Linked DNA regions of Mus musculus: region 2 is linked to region 1. A link is a contact called in public HiChIP or PLAC-seq data. All regions are on one chromosome and are shown on one strand. The core of a region is the stretch at or near the end of the contact, and the rest is flanking DNA. Distances in the headings are between cores, read along the strand shown. Region 1 has its middle 220 kb from the start of Gm40261. Region 2 overlaps Cdk14 (cyclin-dependent kinase 14).

The links. HiChIP or PLAC-seq counts read pairs in DNA pulled down with a chosen protein or histone mark.
Region 2: a FOXA1 HiChIP or PLAC-seq map of pancreatic cancer cells shows a contact between it and region 1. The contact joins two enhancer-like sites. A contact is called at or near these places in 2 of 115 datasets of contacts at active chromatin or transcription factors (astrocytes and pancreatic cancer cells).

Annotation. Positions count from the first base shown.
Region 1 is chr5:4,494,810-4,497,701 of GRCm38.p6, reverse strand. No RefSeq gene overlaps it. Among named protein-coding and RNA genes, the nearest start is that of Gm40261, 220 kb to the right of the region's middle. Within about 2 kb of position 1,466, at least 122 of the 459 cell types and tissues checked have an H3K27ac peak or open chromatin away from gene starts, as enhancers often do. A contact at or near this core is called in astrocytes and pancreatic cancer cells, where this site is marked.
Region 2 is chr5:5,319,303-5,322,020 of GRCm38.p6, reverse strand. All of the region lies in intron 2 of Cdk14 (cyclin-dependent kinase 14), which reads left to right. Among named protein-coding and RNA genes, the nearest start is that of Gm30151, 50 kb to the left of the region's middle. Within about 2 kb of position 1,375, at least 123 of the 459 cell types and tissues checked have an H3K27ac peak or open chromatin away from gene starts, as enhancers often do. A contact at or near this core is called in astrocytes and pancreatic cancer cells, where this site is marked.

The DNA.
Region 1 (2,892 bases), core at 217-2,716:
TTATGGAAGAGAGAGAGAGAAAGAGAGAGAGAGAGAGAGACAGACAGACAGACAGACAGACAGAGACAGACAGACAGACAGACAGAGACAGACAGACTGAGAGACAGAGAGAGACAGAGAGAGAGAGACAGAGACAGAGAGACAGAGAGAGAGACAGAGAGAGAGAGACAGAGACACAGAGAGAGAGAGAGAGACAGAGAGAGAGAGAGTCGCAGGGGAGAGGTTCCCAGATGAAACCGCTTCCCAATGAACTACTCCTAGCTTACTCTGGAGCACATCAGCATCAGACTCCGGTGGATGGTTCTAAATCCTGGTTAAATTCAGCAGGCCTATAAACAAAGCAAAACAAAACAACAACAAAACCCTCATGAATATAGGAATGTGCCTTGAGGGAAGGTATGGAAGAGGTATAAAGATGGAATGGAGATGAGAAATAAGAAAAGGTAAGAGGGTATAGTAATTGGAATATGCTTTATATGTGTATGAAGTTGTCAAAGAGCAAATTCAATAGTTTTTTTAATCAACTCTCCAGGAGGAAAAAGGTTAAATTCCTCTCAAGTACTTTTTTCCTGTAGTGGGAAAGCTTGTTAAAGCTATGACCTCACAGCTGACAATTGCCTAACTGTGGAACAGCATCAATAGCAAAAAAAAAAAGGTTTTCCTGTGTTTGTTTGCTCAGCACCTTTGAGTGCCACATTGATGAGAGGAAACTGTTCAGCGTGTCTTTCAGCTCCTAAGGTCTTGCCCAGAGTCCTGGATTCCTCTCTCATTCACAGAGATTAAACGCGCAGATAGAGTACATAGGGTCCCACATTCCCAGTCCTTCTGAGGCTACGGAGAAGGAGTTCTTCATTATGACTATTGTATTAGGTTTCATCTGCTCATGTCCTGGTCCTACCGACAAGGCTCAGCCTGCCTCGTTGCTCTTCTCTGAAGCTTTTCCTCACATCTTACAAAACCTCCTCTTACACACCGAGGAACTAACAAAGGAGCGTGTCTTAACTCGGTAAACATCCCCCATCCCGCCCCCTCTCCTGTCTCCAAGCTTCTTCCGACATTCAGACTCTCATCCCCAAGCGAAGAATTTCCCCATAAATATTTTATAACTTCCTAAGTCCATAGACTACCTCGGTCCAGCTTTATTATTATATCTCATTTCTTATCTGGCACAAAGTTTTCCTCCTTGAAACGTATTCCTCTTGTGTGGCCCTGTGTCCGTTTGTCGGTTGCCAGAAGACAGCATGCTGGAACAGAAAGCTCCCGGGCAGTGTATGTCAGCCAGGCTTTGGGGTTTTTGTTGTTCATTTCCTTCTCTGGGTCGCCCCTGTGCGCCTTTGTGGGGACTGTCGAGCCTTGGCACAAACCGCAGCTCCTGAATGGGACATTCTTCCAACAGACAGTGTGTTCCCAGCTTGCCCAGCAAGAGCTTCCTTGGCAGCCTGGCAAGGACACCATTGAAGACAAGGCAGCCCAGGGCGACCTCCACAATGACTGTGGCTCTGACTCAGTCGTGAAGTATTTGCTGTCAGTGGTGCATAAAAAAGGCAGGGCTTCACAAGATGGCTTTTCTTTTTTCTTTTCTTTTCTTTTCTTTTCTTTTCTTTTCTTTTCTTTTCTTTTCTTTTCTTTTTGTTTGTTTGTTTTGTTTTTCGAGACAGGGTTTCTCTGACCCACAAAGATGGCTTTACAGGTAGCCAAATTATTCACCCACCTGGGCGATGAGGAAACAAAGCCAAGTGAAAAAATTAGGTTTAAATACCATAGGCCAGTGCTGCCCCTATGTTTGAACAGGTAGCAAAAAGCCTAGCAAAAAGCCTGAAGCTATTTTTTTAATTTGTTTATTCACTTTACATCCTAATATAACCGCTCCCCTCTCCTCCCAGTACCCTCTCACATAAATCCTTCCCCTATTCCCTCCCCTTCTCCTTTGAGAAGGGGTTGCTCCCCTTGGTGTCCCCCTCCCTGCAGCACATCCGCTCTTTGCAGGAGCATCCTCTCCCACTGAGGCCAGACAAGGCAGCACAGCTTGGGGAACAGGATCCACAGGCAAGCAACAGATTCAAGAACAGCTCCCTGCGTCTGTCATTGCGGGACCTGCATAAAGACCAAGCTGCACATGTTATATTATGTGCCAGCACCTAGTTCCAGCCCATGCGAGCCTGAGGTTATCTTAAAAGAAAAAGTCTGAATAGCTGAAGGTCAGGGGCGTGGTGAGGGTTGGGGTTGTAACTCTTGGGCCTAGATGGGAGGACCTTCAGCTGGTCCGGTCGTCTCTGCTCCCCAGTGTCTGGATGTGACCCCTGCTCACTTCTTAGGATTATTTGTAAGAGACCAGTTCTGACAAGGTAGGAATCAACACGAGTCGAACTGGAAAGTTCTCTTCAGCTTCACTCTTGGACTGGGTGTGGGATGAACAAATTCACATTCTCTGAAAGCGGGAGACCAAGACAGATGACCGGCTTCCAGGAACATCCCCTTTGGACCTTATTGTTCTCTGGGACCTAGGGGGCTGGTGGGGGTGCGGATGGAAGCTGGACCTTGTGGGGAAGATGGTGTTCTTTTACATTTCTGAGCCCTACCAAATATTCTCTTTGTAGCTAAGTAGTTTGTGATAGTATCTTCCCTCACACTTGCCACTACCATGCCTGTCCTACTTAAGAGTTCAGCTCTCTCCTGCTCCAGGGAAAGTTCTTTTTCTTCCCCTGTAAAAAGTGAGAAGTCTCTAAAGATTTCGGACTTTTGCTTTCCAAAAGCCAAAACTTTTAAAGTACAGTGCTGGGGAAATGGAATGAGTCTGTGAGTAGAAAACACATAAAGAAGGGTTTTTCCTGTTTGCTGTGTAACAATTTCTTCTAAGAGTAACCAGGAAATGAAGTATCCCATGGAAATAAA
Region 2 (2,718 bases), core at 126-2,625, 820 kb before region 1:
TCTTAGCTCTGAATTGACCCACCCCTCAAATCTACAAATCTGCAAACAGTTGGGATGAATGAAAGGGCCAGTCCTGCTGACCCAAACCTGCAGGAGCCGCAGGAGACAGGGCAACAACAGGATAAGCAGGAGTCCTAATGAAGATCCTCTAGTAATGGTGTCAAGTCATGGAAGCAGAGATCTCGAACCAGACCGATGCCTCACTGCAATGGACATTTGCAAGTAGAGATGTGTGGACAGAGGACAGACTGTGGGACACACTGTGGATTTCACCAAGAAACACCTGTACCTAATATCCTGCAGCCGGATTTGAGCAGTGAGAAGAATTTAGGAGCTCAGAGGCAAGTGCAGGACACTGGATGTTTATTTCTTCTGCTCCTCTTTGTCAGTTCCTACCTGTTTCTCTATAGCTTTCCCTGTGTCTCTCTGCGGCCCGCCCTCCCTTCTCTCAGTACTTGCTCCTTGCCTGAACTTCAGCAATTCTCTCACTCTTTGACCCTCTCAGAACCATTTGCTAGTGATAACCTTGTCTGCCTATGTTTTCTTTCATTACTTTACTTTTTTCTTTTCTTCTTAACCGTTTTATTGATTCTTTGTGAGTTTCACAGCATGTACTTCAGTCCACTCATCTGCCTGAGGAAAGAAGAATTTTGGGGGCAAACTACTGATTTTCAGATGAGTAATACAATTTCTAATCCTGTAAATGGAATTTGTTGATCTGGTCAAAGCCATCGGCAAATGCTGACCTCTTACATTATTAATCACATATTTGTGTGTAAGCTGAGAATTAGAGGTGAGATGCTTGCTGATTATCTGATATAAATCAGTGTAAATACTTACCTACTTCATAACCTTACATGAGTGATGCATTTCAGAGTGAAAGCTCTATACACATTTCACATGCAGATCTGGAGTGTGACCACATCTTTGGGATGCTAATATGGCTCCTGCTTGCTGTGGAGTAGGCAAAAGGGCATTCATTCTTCATGGTTTCCTGTGGCCATTAGTAATTCTGCCAGGGGGTTGGACATCCTGGGACTTTGCCAGCCTTTCTTCAGAGAGATTGACTCATGTTGAAAGATCTTGGAGTTCCTGTGGTCTGTTAGTTCTTCTGGTTTGTTGCTTGTGGTGTGAGCCAGCACACATACATTCCCAGCTGAAAATCTAACTTGCAGGGGCTTAATTCTAGTGAAGTTACCTCAGCTCTTTTTTTTTGCATTTTAGAGAATAGCAAGCCCCTCATGCTGCTTGGGGGTCTTGCAAACATAGATTAGCCCATCTTTTTAGAACATTTACAGCTCTCAGGGGAAAGTGCTTTGCAACTTGGCAGGCATAATTACTAGTATACGACAGCTGGAATAAGGCAAACCAAATGTACCCTCTTGAAAACCAAACGCTAACCCCTTTCTTCTGGGGCCTCCTTTGCTTCCTTCAGAGGGCTTGACTGTGAAAGCTTTGGAGCTGCAATGGGGGAGTTTTAAAATTATTATCCAATGTTCCACCATAAGTCTGACCTTAATATTTTGGCATCTGAAGCTCAGTATGTCATACACAGTGGTCTAGGATCTTGCTGGACGAAGCCAACAAGTGCTTTCATTTTAGTTTGTGGGGGCTTGGAGCCTCTTGAGCTGGCCCCGCCCTGTTCCCAGGAACACTCGGTGAGCACTGCTGTCTGTGTGACTGAGAGAAAGTGAGAGCGAGGAACAACTTTCTACTTCCTTGTTCTTACTCCAAGTCACAAACAGGAAGTGTTTTTTATACTTATAACAAAACTAGCAATAATGAGGAAAATATTTTGTAGACAATTACTGGCAAAAATTGATAATTTTTTGTTGCTCTTGGATATTTAAGCCCCCTGTTGACATCAACCAGGTCACGCCACACAGAAAGTGGTATTTCAAAATGTTTTCTAAGAGATTTATTGATAAAGATTAGTGCCATAAACATTCGGTTGTTAGCGATGACTGCTCCTATGACAGTATCTCACTTCCTTAATGACTTCGTTTTGTGGAATGAAGAGACTATCATAGTTTTACATGCTGAGAGAGCTTACTCAGCACTCTGGATCATTAACTATGATCAGGACTTTGGTTGCAAGTTTATTTTTGTTTCTTGCTCAAAGAGGTGTGTGTGTGTGTGTGTGTGTGTTTGTTTTCAATGCAATTTGTTAATCCAATCTTTTCTTCATGTTTTTATTTTCTTATGCAACCCTGGGTAGAGAATGTTAGAAACTGAAGCTAGAATAAAGGCCTAAGGGCTGGTATGAACCCTGATAGTTAATCTGAATATCTTTACTTCTCTAGAGCCGTGGTGGCAGAGATGTCCTGGATCCCTGTCAATGACCATTTTATATTTTCTAGACCCGTGCTGTGTAATAGTGCCCCTTTTGTATAATTCTTACTGTCCACTCTGTAAAAGGTGGCTTTTGGGACTGAAGAACTGAACTGTTAACGTTAGTTCACTTAGGTAACCGCATGCTGCCAGTGGCTGCTTTAGGGAAGAGCACAGCTCTAGGGAGTCATTTGTTTTCCCAAGGCTTGCCTTAAGCTTTAACTAATGGCCTGCTGGACTTAGCGACTAAAGTACAAACGTTTAATTTCTGGCTGTTTTTAGTCAGGGTCTTCTGTATCTCCGACTGCCTTTGACTTCACTGTGTAGCTGAGGATGTCCTTGAATGTCTCCATCCTCCTGCCTTACCTCTCGGGTACTGGGATTACA